Regions from separate parts of the Mus musculus genome. Here regions 1 and 2 are each linked to region 3. The links are chromatin contacts, called in public Hi-C and HiChIP or PLAC-seq maps. All regions are on one chromosome and are shown on one strand. The core of a region is the stretch at or near the end of the contact, and the rest is flanking DNA. Distances in the headings are between cores, read along the strand shown.

What was found. A called contact is a pair of places that touch in the nucleus more often than the background predicts. HiChIP or PLAC-seq counts read pairs in DNA pulled down with a chosen protein or histone mark.
Region 1: a Hi-C map of embryonic stem cells shows a contact between it and region 3, with 4 times the contacts expected there. The contact joins two enhancer-like sites. A contact is called at or near these places in 4 of 15 datasets of contacts at CTCF or cohesin (embryonic stem cells, large pre-B cells, pro-B cells and 1 more), 32 of 484 Hi-C or Micro-C datasets (B cells, the C10 cell line, the G1E-ER4 cell line and 6 more), 7 of 115 datasets of contacts at active chromatin or transcription factors (effector CD8 T cells, embryonic stem cells and pancreatic cancer cells) and 1 of 9 other capture datasets (embryonic stem cells).
Region 2: an H3K27ac HiChIP or PLAC-seq map of embryonic stem cells shows a contact between it and region 3, with 2.3 times the contacts expected there. The contact joins two enhancer-like sites. A contact is called at or near these places in 10 of 39 promoter capture datasets (the 3T3-L1 cell line, 3T3-L1-derived adipocytes, the C10 cell line and 6 more), 2 of 15 datasets of contacts at CTCF or cohesin (large pre-B cells and pro-B cells), 5 of 484 Hi-C or Micro-C datasets (CD4 T cells, the HL-1 cell line, embryonic stem cells and 1 more), 5 of 115 datasets of contacts at active chromatin or transcription factors (differentiating embryonic stem cells, embryonic stem cells, epiblast stem cells and 1 more) and 1 of 9 other capture datasets (adipose tissue).

What each region holds. Positions count from the first base shown.
Region 1 is chr14:79,108,119-79,110,818 of GRCm38.p6, forward strand. The region is part of intron 37 of Vwa8 (von Willebrand factor A domain containing 8); the gene reads left to right. All of the region lies in intron 1 of Gm30970 (a long non-coding RNA gene), which reads right to left. Among named protein-coding and RNA genes, the nearest start is that of Gm30970, 26 kb to the right of the region's middle. Within about 2 kb of position 1,448, at least 21 of the 459 cell types and tissues checked have an H3K27ac peak or open chromatin away from gene starts, as enhancers often do. A contact at or near this core is called in embryonic stem cells, where this site is marked.
Region 2 is chr14:79,016,736-79,019,435 of GRCm38.p6, forward strand. It overlaps Vwa8 (von Willebrand factor A domain containing 8), which reads left to right. Exons shown (of 45, transcript NM_027906.1): 18 at 1,872-1,978. Among named protein-coding and RNA genes, the nearest start is that of Gm30970, 120 kb to the right of the region's middle. Within about 2 kb of position 1,311, at least 5 of the 459 cell types and tissues checked have an H3K27ac peak or open chromatin away from gene starts, as enhancers often do. A contact at or near this core is called in embryonic stem cells, where this site is marked.
Region 3 is chr14:78,868,871-78,871,570 of GRCm38.p6, forward strand. The region is part of intron 2 of Vwa8 (von Willebrand factor A domain containing 8); the gene reads left to right. Among named protein-coding and RNA genes, the nearest start is that of Vwa8, 21 kb to the left of the region's middle. Within about 2 kb of position 1,366, at least 6 of the 459 cell types and tissues checked have an H3K27ac peak or open chromatin away from gene starts, as enhancers often do. A contact at or near this core is called in embryonic stem cells, where this site is marked.

The DNA.
Region 1 (2,700 bases), core at 198-2,697, 240 kb after region 3:
AGGGCAACTTACGAAAGAAAGTGTTCAACTGGGCTCATGGTTCTGGAGGGTTAGGGTCCCCGAGAGCAGGAACAGCTGACCACTCACATCTAAGCCACAGCAGGAGCTGTGACACTGGGGGTGGCTGGAAGCTCTTTAAACCTCAAAGCCCAGCCCCAGTGGCACACTTCCTCCAACGACATCACACCTCCCAATCCTTCCCAAACAGTTCCACCACTTGTGCATGTGCCTGTGTGGAACACTCTCACCCAAACGCCAATGGCTACCTAATGGTTGGCAGATTTGTTTGTTTGTTTTTAGTGAGGAAAAGCTAATGCAAGTCTATCTTCTTTTTTATCTTATGTTTACTGCTTAAAACAATTTTTCAATTTAAATTTATTTTGATCATGTTTTCCCCTCCCCAAGTCCTTCTAGATCTTTTCCCCCCTTGAGTTTTTTCTCAAGACAAACAAAAGCCAGTGCAGCAACAAAATCCTCCAGTCCAGGAAAACAAAATAAAACACTACCCAAACAGAAAAGACTCACCAAACTGTAAACCAAGTAAAAAGTACATGTCTACACACACACACACACACACACACACACACACACACACACACACAGAGTGGATTCTATTATATGTTGGTCAACTACTCCTCATCATGAGGCCTGAGGACCTGGAGTGAATGATATACCCAATGTCTCAGAAAAAAAAAAAACCAAAAACAAAAACAAAAAACGGATTTTCCCGCCAGCAGGTGTAAGTGACAGTTCTGTTGTCAATGGTTGGCCATTTCTAGCCATTAGCTCAGTAGTTTTGCAGTTTTAAGAGTTCAGTTGGACAAGAAAGCCTATTTTCAGATATAATTGCTACTCTTCTATTTAAACTTAACTTTTTCCCAATATCCAAGCAGCTATCTTAAGATCTTTTAGTGATATACAGTGCTCTGTTCAGTTTTCAAAGAAAGCATGGTCCACTTATTCTTTGTTCTTTGCTTTGGCCAATAACTCTGGAGACAGGCTGCTTCCGTGTGTCACTGTTACAGAATGCTTCAAGCCTTGTGTGATTGTTGTTGTGAAATGTAAATCGGCAATAGCAGGAGCTGGGAGTTCTGGGCAGCCAGTGCTGAAGTGCTGAGGCATCCCCTGAACAATCTTGCCACTCAAAAGGCTTAGTATAAAAGAAAGTTTATTGTCAGGGAAAGAGTGGGGATCAGGGACCTGGAAATGGGTAGAGGCAGAGAAGGGACAGAGAAGGACAGAAATTGAGAAACAAGGGGAGGAGAGAGAGAGAGAGAGAGAGAGAGAGAAAGAGAGAGAGAGAGAGAGAGAAAGAGAGAGGCAGAGAGAGGCAGAGAGAGGCAGAGAGAGGCAGAGAGAGGCAGAGAGAGGCAGAGGGGCTGGGCTAGCAGGCAGTCCTGTTTATGGGCACCTGGTTCACACCTGGCAGGCAGTGACACAAGCTGTTGCTAGATCACTGTTGGGAGGAGCCCAGCAGAATTGTCTGCAAGCCAACACTTACACACGTGCTGTCTGTGGGAATCTCCTTTTCCCAGAAAAGCAATGCCTTTCACAGTCTTTTGCAATTTCCTGCTGTATCTCTATTCATGTATAAGTACACCTGGCTTTTACTGTTTGCTTACATGGTGACCCTTGGGCTATGCCTATAATCACTTTTCTATTGTTTATTCCTGCTAGAGAAATCCATAGGAGTAACTTTTGGTTCTGTAAGATTCTCAGGAGTACCTACTGAGAATGTAAGCTCTCCTGGCAGGTGTTCCTAGGATCTGCTGATAAGATGGCTGTCCTGGCCACTGCGGACAGGGGGTGCTAATGATGTATGCCAAGTTCTGTGGTGTAAACCTTTCCTCCCTACTGTTCCAGCTACCAGAGGTTAATGGTCTATTTACAAAATTCCGGGATATTGTGTATGCAGTGATCTCTCACAGGCAGGTAGGGTTTGGTTCCTATGTGCCATCAGCTGAACTATCTTTATGCCCAATCCTTTGAAAACTGATGGTTTCTAAAAAGAAGGCAGACTGCACTGTGTTGTGGATAGCCCTGGGGCTGATTATATTTGATGTTAATTCCGTTCTCTAGTGAGTGCTTGTGAACGAGGAATGAGTCAGCACTCAGGTGATTTCCTGTAAACCTGCTTCCCACCTTCATTTGTGAAATAAAGGAGAGCTGATGCTTGGGCAGGTAAAAGGGAAGGTGGAGCAGAAGGTGGGGAGAGAGAAGGAGGTTTGAGAGAAAGGCAGTGCAGAGGAGGAGGAAGAAAATAAAGCAGAGCAGAAGCTCATGGCCTGGAGAAACCACAAGTTCTAAGGGATCTCATAAGATGTGGAAGATGGTAGTGTAGTGGCAGATCTGCCCAATCTAGGCGCACAGCATGTAATCATATTAACTGAGTTGTGTTGTCATTGCCAGGGCATATTTGGGTTGGAGATTTACTGCAACACAAGTGTCTTGCTCTCTCTGGGAAATATAGAAACCACGGTTGTCTCAACTACAGATAGCAGTGTCTTTTAGAAACAAAAAACAAAAACAACAACAACAAAAAATAAAGCAAAGCAAAACAGAGAAACAAAGAAAATCCTTTTTTCCTGTCCAGTGCTGGATTGAACAGAGCCTCACACATCCCAGGCAGATGCTCTCAAGCCCATCCCCAGCCTAGTCATACCCCAGGAGCAACATCTGCGGTTGAGCAAAGAATTAGAA
Region 2 (2,700 bases), core at 61-2,560, 150 kb after region 3:
AAGGTGTCCCTGTGAAGTTGGCTAGCCCTTATTGCTGTCTTTGTGCCTCAGACCCCCCATTGCCAGCACTACTGGTATAGGTCCTCATCTGTTCCTTTAGACCTAGTATTACTATCTCTCTTCTCAAGTCTTTTATCCTCTAGTCTTTGGACAAGACCAGAAGTGTTCCCATATAGGGCCAGTCTGAGATGTGTTAGTAGACACTGTGGAGATCAGCAGACAAGTCAAAGCTTGTGAGTGCTAGGTATCAGTCCAGGTGATCTAACAGGGAATAGTAAAAAGGCCCAGGAAGGGCCCAATATTCCCAGGCTCGGGGGGCAACTGTGAGAAGAATGTTGTGCATGATGCCAGGTCAAAAGCTCAAGAAACAGGATGGAAACCCTGTAATGGGCTCAGTAGATAAGGTGGGGGCTTGGTTTTGAACAGCAAAGCCATGATCTAAGACATGTGATGACTTGTGAATTGATAAGATAAAAACCTAGAGGTATGTAAACTTCCCCATGATCTTATAGGACCCAAGGGAGGCAGTAGGTAAGACACAGTGTCAGGTCTGTGGCTCAGAATCTTATGGGGACAGGGACTCATAATCCCCCTAGTCCCCCAGTGTTTTACACTCTCTCATTCACATGCCTCTGGCTTATGCCATCCTTTGTACTATTAGGGGTTTGTTCTCAAGTCTGAGGGAGCATGTGCAAGGTTTAGTACTATGTAAACCTAAATTTGGATGGTGTTTTCTGCACTTGTTTATTTGGGACACTGCATTACCTGATGATTGCTTTATACTAGCATAGAATAGGCAATCACTGACTGAAGTTCCTTCCTGTGAGTTAACCAGGATCATAAATTCTAAACATAACTTTGTGCAGAAGGAAAACTCCCGCAGACTAACCCCCTTTTTTGGGTCTCCTATCTGCACAGAACGGGTCTCTGATGGCAAGTGGGTGAAGGAGTGGGCGAATGACAAAGACAACAGGAGAAAGTGTGTTGTATCTAAGTGTAATTTTTCAAATCAAGCATCAAACTTTTTATACAGAAGAATAACAAGAAACCAGGCGAGAGACACATCCACCAAGTTACAGTGACACAAAGCAAAAGGAATGTATACATCAAAAGATGGCGGGGACCAGGCCACTTTAATCACTAAGAAGGGAGCCAGGTGTAATGCTAGTCTATTGTTAAGCCCACCACCAGGGGTTCTTAGTAAATGCCTGATTTATGTTGCTTCTTTGAGCCTAGTGAAGAAACGTGTGGGAATGCCAAGGTTCCAGGAGGCGAGTTTCCTTGCCTTGTGAGTGCTTCCAGGCCTCTCGGCCTGTCAAGCAGACTTCACTGGAGTGGATGTAGCAGAAAACTGTTCCAAGCCACAGTACTTACAGTGTCTTTGTAGTTGAAGAGTGTCTTGTGGCACACAGATTGTTATTTTGACAATAAAATAGGTAGAAAGAGATTCCATAATGGAAGGAAACACAAAAATGAATGATCTTTCTGTAATTTATGTTTAAAAAGTAAGGAAAACCACATTAACCTACTTCTGCTGATTTAAATTTGTGTTTGCCACCTTAGAGCAGGCTGGAATATTGCTGTTTTATTCACTTAGGAAAAATTTGATATGCTACAATATACAATTTCACAATAAACAGGAAGTACACAAAATCCACTTATGAAAGCCCAAGTTTTCATCATAATCTGCAGAATGTATATAAATGAATATTGGTATTACATATAAGCTTAGTTATTAAAGATTACAGTAACATATGCTTTACACACAGTTTTTCCTTAATCGGTTGCAATTAGTGAAGGAGTGTGTGTTAAAAGACACTTGAGAACTGAAGGAAGCATTGCTTTCCTCACGGTCCTCCATCCCTTACTAGGTTCTTACCAAGCCTTGCTCAGTCTGCACTGGAGAAGAATCTGGCAGATGCGGCAATAGAAACAAACACTGAGGACAGCCTGGAGCCAGAGCTGGAGAATTACAAGTGTAAGTACTTGACTTGGCTAAGTGAAGGTTACATAACAATGACCAAACACTTGGTCCGAGAGCTTTCAATAAAGCTCTTGTTAAATCCATTTCGTTTTTTGTGTATTGTACTTAACAAGTGAATCTGTATTCCTTTCTTTAAGAAACAAATCTGTGGTCAGACATAGTTGTGCATGCTGTGAGTTCAAGGCCAGCTTGGTATACAAAGTGAGTTCAAGACAGCCAGGGTTGTTATAACAAGAGAAACCCTGTCTCCAAAAACAAAAGCCAAAGTCAAAGCCAAACAAATAATAAAAACCAGTCTGAAGCCATTTTTTAAATATCACTTCTTTCAATGAATATTAGACAAACCCCTGCCCCCACTTTGCATGCGTGCCAAGAGTCAGTTTGATACTAACATACTAAAGGTTTTAGAAGTTTCTGTTGTAAATTAACTTGTCTAATTTTGACAGATATATGTCTTTGCAAATGTGTTTTACCATACAGACGAGAATTCTGTTTTCGTCATACATTTGCATTTTGAGGGCTGCCAAGTTTCCTTTTGGAGCATGTCACGGAGCATTTTCTAGGGTGACATAGACTAATGTAATGAGAGTCCCCTCTGGTCCCTCATTCACCCACAGAGCCACCTCTCTTCTGCCTACCCAGGAGGAGAAGCTTGAACTGGGGAAGACAGAACACTCTAAAAGTTTTCTGTCCTTCAGTTAGAACACAGGGAAAAT
Region 3 (2,700 bases), core at 116-2,615:
TTGTGAATGAATATATTTAAGAATTTCATTATGGGCATTACCATAGAATGCATGAATACAAGTTAGAGTGGCTGGTATAAACCCAGTGTGCCATCATGGGTTCTATGCTGGTCTGTACTACACAGTGTTTGCCTTGGTTTCTGTCATGGGCTTTGGCATTGTGAAGCCTGTGAGAGGCAGACATGTCCATGTGTGTCCCATACTGTGGCTTGAGTTGGATGTCAGGTACAATAAAATGCACATGATAAAGGAAGCCTCTAATTTGGTTAGTTTTGATCATTTTATGAAGTTGTATGCACATCAAGATTACTCTCATCACCTCTGCTTTTCCCTGCCCTGGAAACCACTGCTCTCTTCTCTGCCATAGTAAGTCAGCTGTACTTAGTTTTCAGCTTTATAAAAATAGTATCACTATGGTATGTCTGAGTGTATGTGTATATGTGTGTTTTATGCATGTTTTGTATGTATGTTCATGTTTGTGTGTGCATGTACATGTTTTGTATGTGTGTAAGCATGTATGTCCATGTTTTGTATGTGCATGTTCATGTTTGTGTATGTGTTTGTATGCTTGTATGTGTGTGTGTGTATATATATATATATATATATATATATATATATATATATACATACATGATTGTATGTGTATGTATGTTTGTGTATGTTTGTGTATTGTGTATGTGTGCATATGTGTATATGTATTTGGCTTCTTTCCTTTAAGGAGATGAATTTGAAGTTCATCCATTTTGTTGAACCTTTCCATTGTTTTATTGAAATTCAATCCATACGCTATACAGTTCACATTAAAAAAGATTTATGTTTGAGCATATGCATGTGCCTTTAGAGGGCAGAAGAGCATTAGATCTCCTGGAATTGAAATTATAAGTGATCATGATATCTGTGTTGGGTCTGAGACTGGGTCTTCTACAAGAGTGGTGAGTGATGTTAACTGCTGAGCCCTCTTCACAGCCCCAAAGTCCACTCTTTTAAAATAATCATTTAGTGCAACCAGTATTTAGCATAGCAAAAGACCAAACCTCAACAGTGGGGCCTGAGAAAGTTCAGAAAGCCAGGCAAGAAAGCAGTGAAAGCAGCTGGAAAGGCTGGAAACAAACACTTCCCAGAGCAGTTTTCTAGCATGGCGGAAGCTAAAATCCCTTTTAAGAGCCAGTGGCCTGTGAGCTAATCCATACGCAGGTACTGGAGCTGCCTCAAGGTCTCTGTTGGACAGGAGACTGAATGCCCTGTAGCTACAGCTTCTCCAAGCATAGCACAGTTGCAGAGAGAGCCAGACAGCCCAACTCAGGTCCACAGGAGAAAAGCCTACGATTGCCCAGAGAAAGAATCTGACCCTGAAGTGGGTGGAGCTTAGTGACCCAGCAACAGCACCTGCTAGACTAAGGCAAGGGGGTGGAGTTAGTCACAGACACAAGCTGGCCTGAGGAGCCTGCAGATTTTCCCAGAGCTAAAGTGGGACTGAAAAGCTCCAAACTTCTGAACTAGTAGAGTATTACTGAAAATAATAAAAGAGAAATAAAATTAGGTATAAATAATCACAGAAAAATAGTTTATAATGATAAAATGAAGTCCTTAAAGAGAGAATTAAATATATTTAAAGAAATAAGACATAAAGATGAGAGGCACAATGACAGAACTTTTGGACTCTATATTATGCCATTTTAGATGGTTTAAGTATAGAAACAAAAGAGAAAGAGATAAGTGACTTACTTGGACAAGGTTTAGAAGAAAAATTAGAAAAATTTATAAATAAGAATAAAAAGGAAATAACATGATACAGATACAAGAAGAAAAATATGAAAAATGGAGACAGGCCTTAGAAAATATTAGAAGAATTTATAAATAAAATTAAGATAGTAAAATAAAGACAGAGGAAATAAGGCCTACAGCACCACTGTGTTAGTTAGGGTTTTCATTTATGTCAAGAGACACTATAACCAAGGCCACTGTTACAAAGGAAAACATTTAATTGGGGCAGGCTTACAAGTTCTGAGGTTCAGTCCATTATCATCATGGTGAGAAGCATGGCAGTGTCCAGGCAGGCATGGCACTGAAGGAGCTGAAAGTTCTACACCTCATGTTCCAAAGGCAAACATGAGAAAACTGACTCCGACGTGGCTAGGTGGAGGTTCTTATAGTACACTTCCATAGTGACACACTTCTTCTAACAAGGCCACACCTCCTAATAGTGCCATTCCCTGGGCCAAGTATATCCAAACCACCACATCTTCACATCCTGGCCCCCATATAGGCTTGTTTAAACATGGGGACCAATACCTAAACATAGCATAATGCAACATACATTTAGTCCAACTTCAAAAGTCTCCATAGTCTTTAGCAGTCTCCACAATGTTAAAAGTTCAAAGTTAAAAGTCTTTTCTGAATTTTAATCTCTTAAATGTAATCCCTATGAAATCAAAATCAAGCAGCAGAGCACATACCTCTTAACACACAAGGTATTTATACCATTCCATAATTCCATAGCAAGGAAATACTGGACCAAAGCAACACAAAAAACCAGCTGGACAAACTCCAAACTCTGCAGACATGAAAATGTCTCTAGCTAAGTATAGCCAGGAAATCTTGTTGGCTACAGAATCCTCAGAACTCATCATACCATTCTTTCAAATGGCTTAGCAAACTTATAAAGACAGACAGATAACTTACCTGCTCAAACAGAGAGCA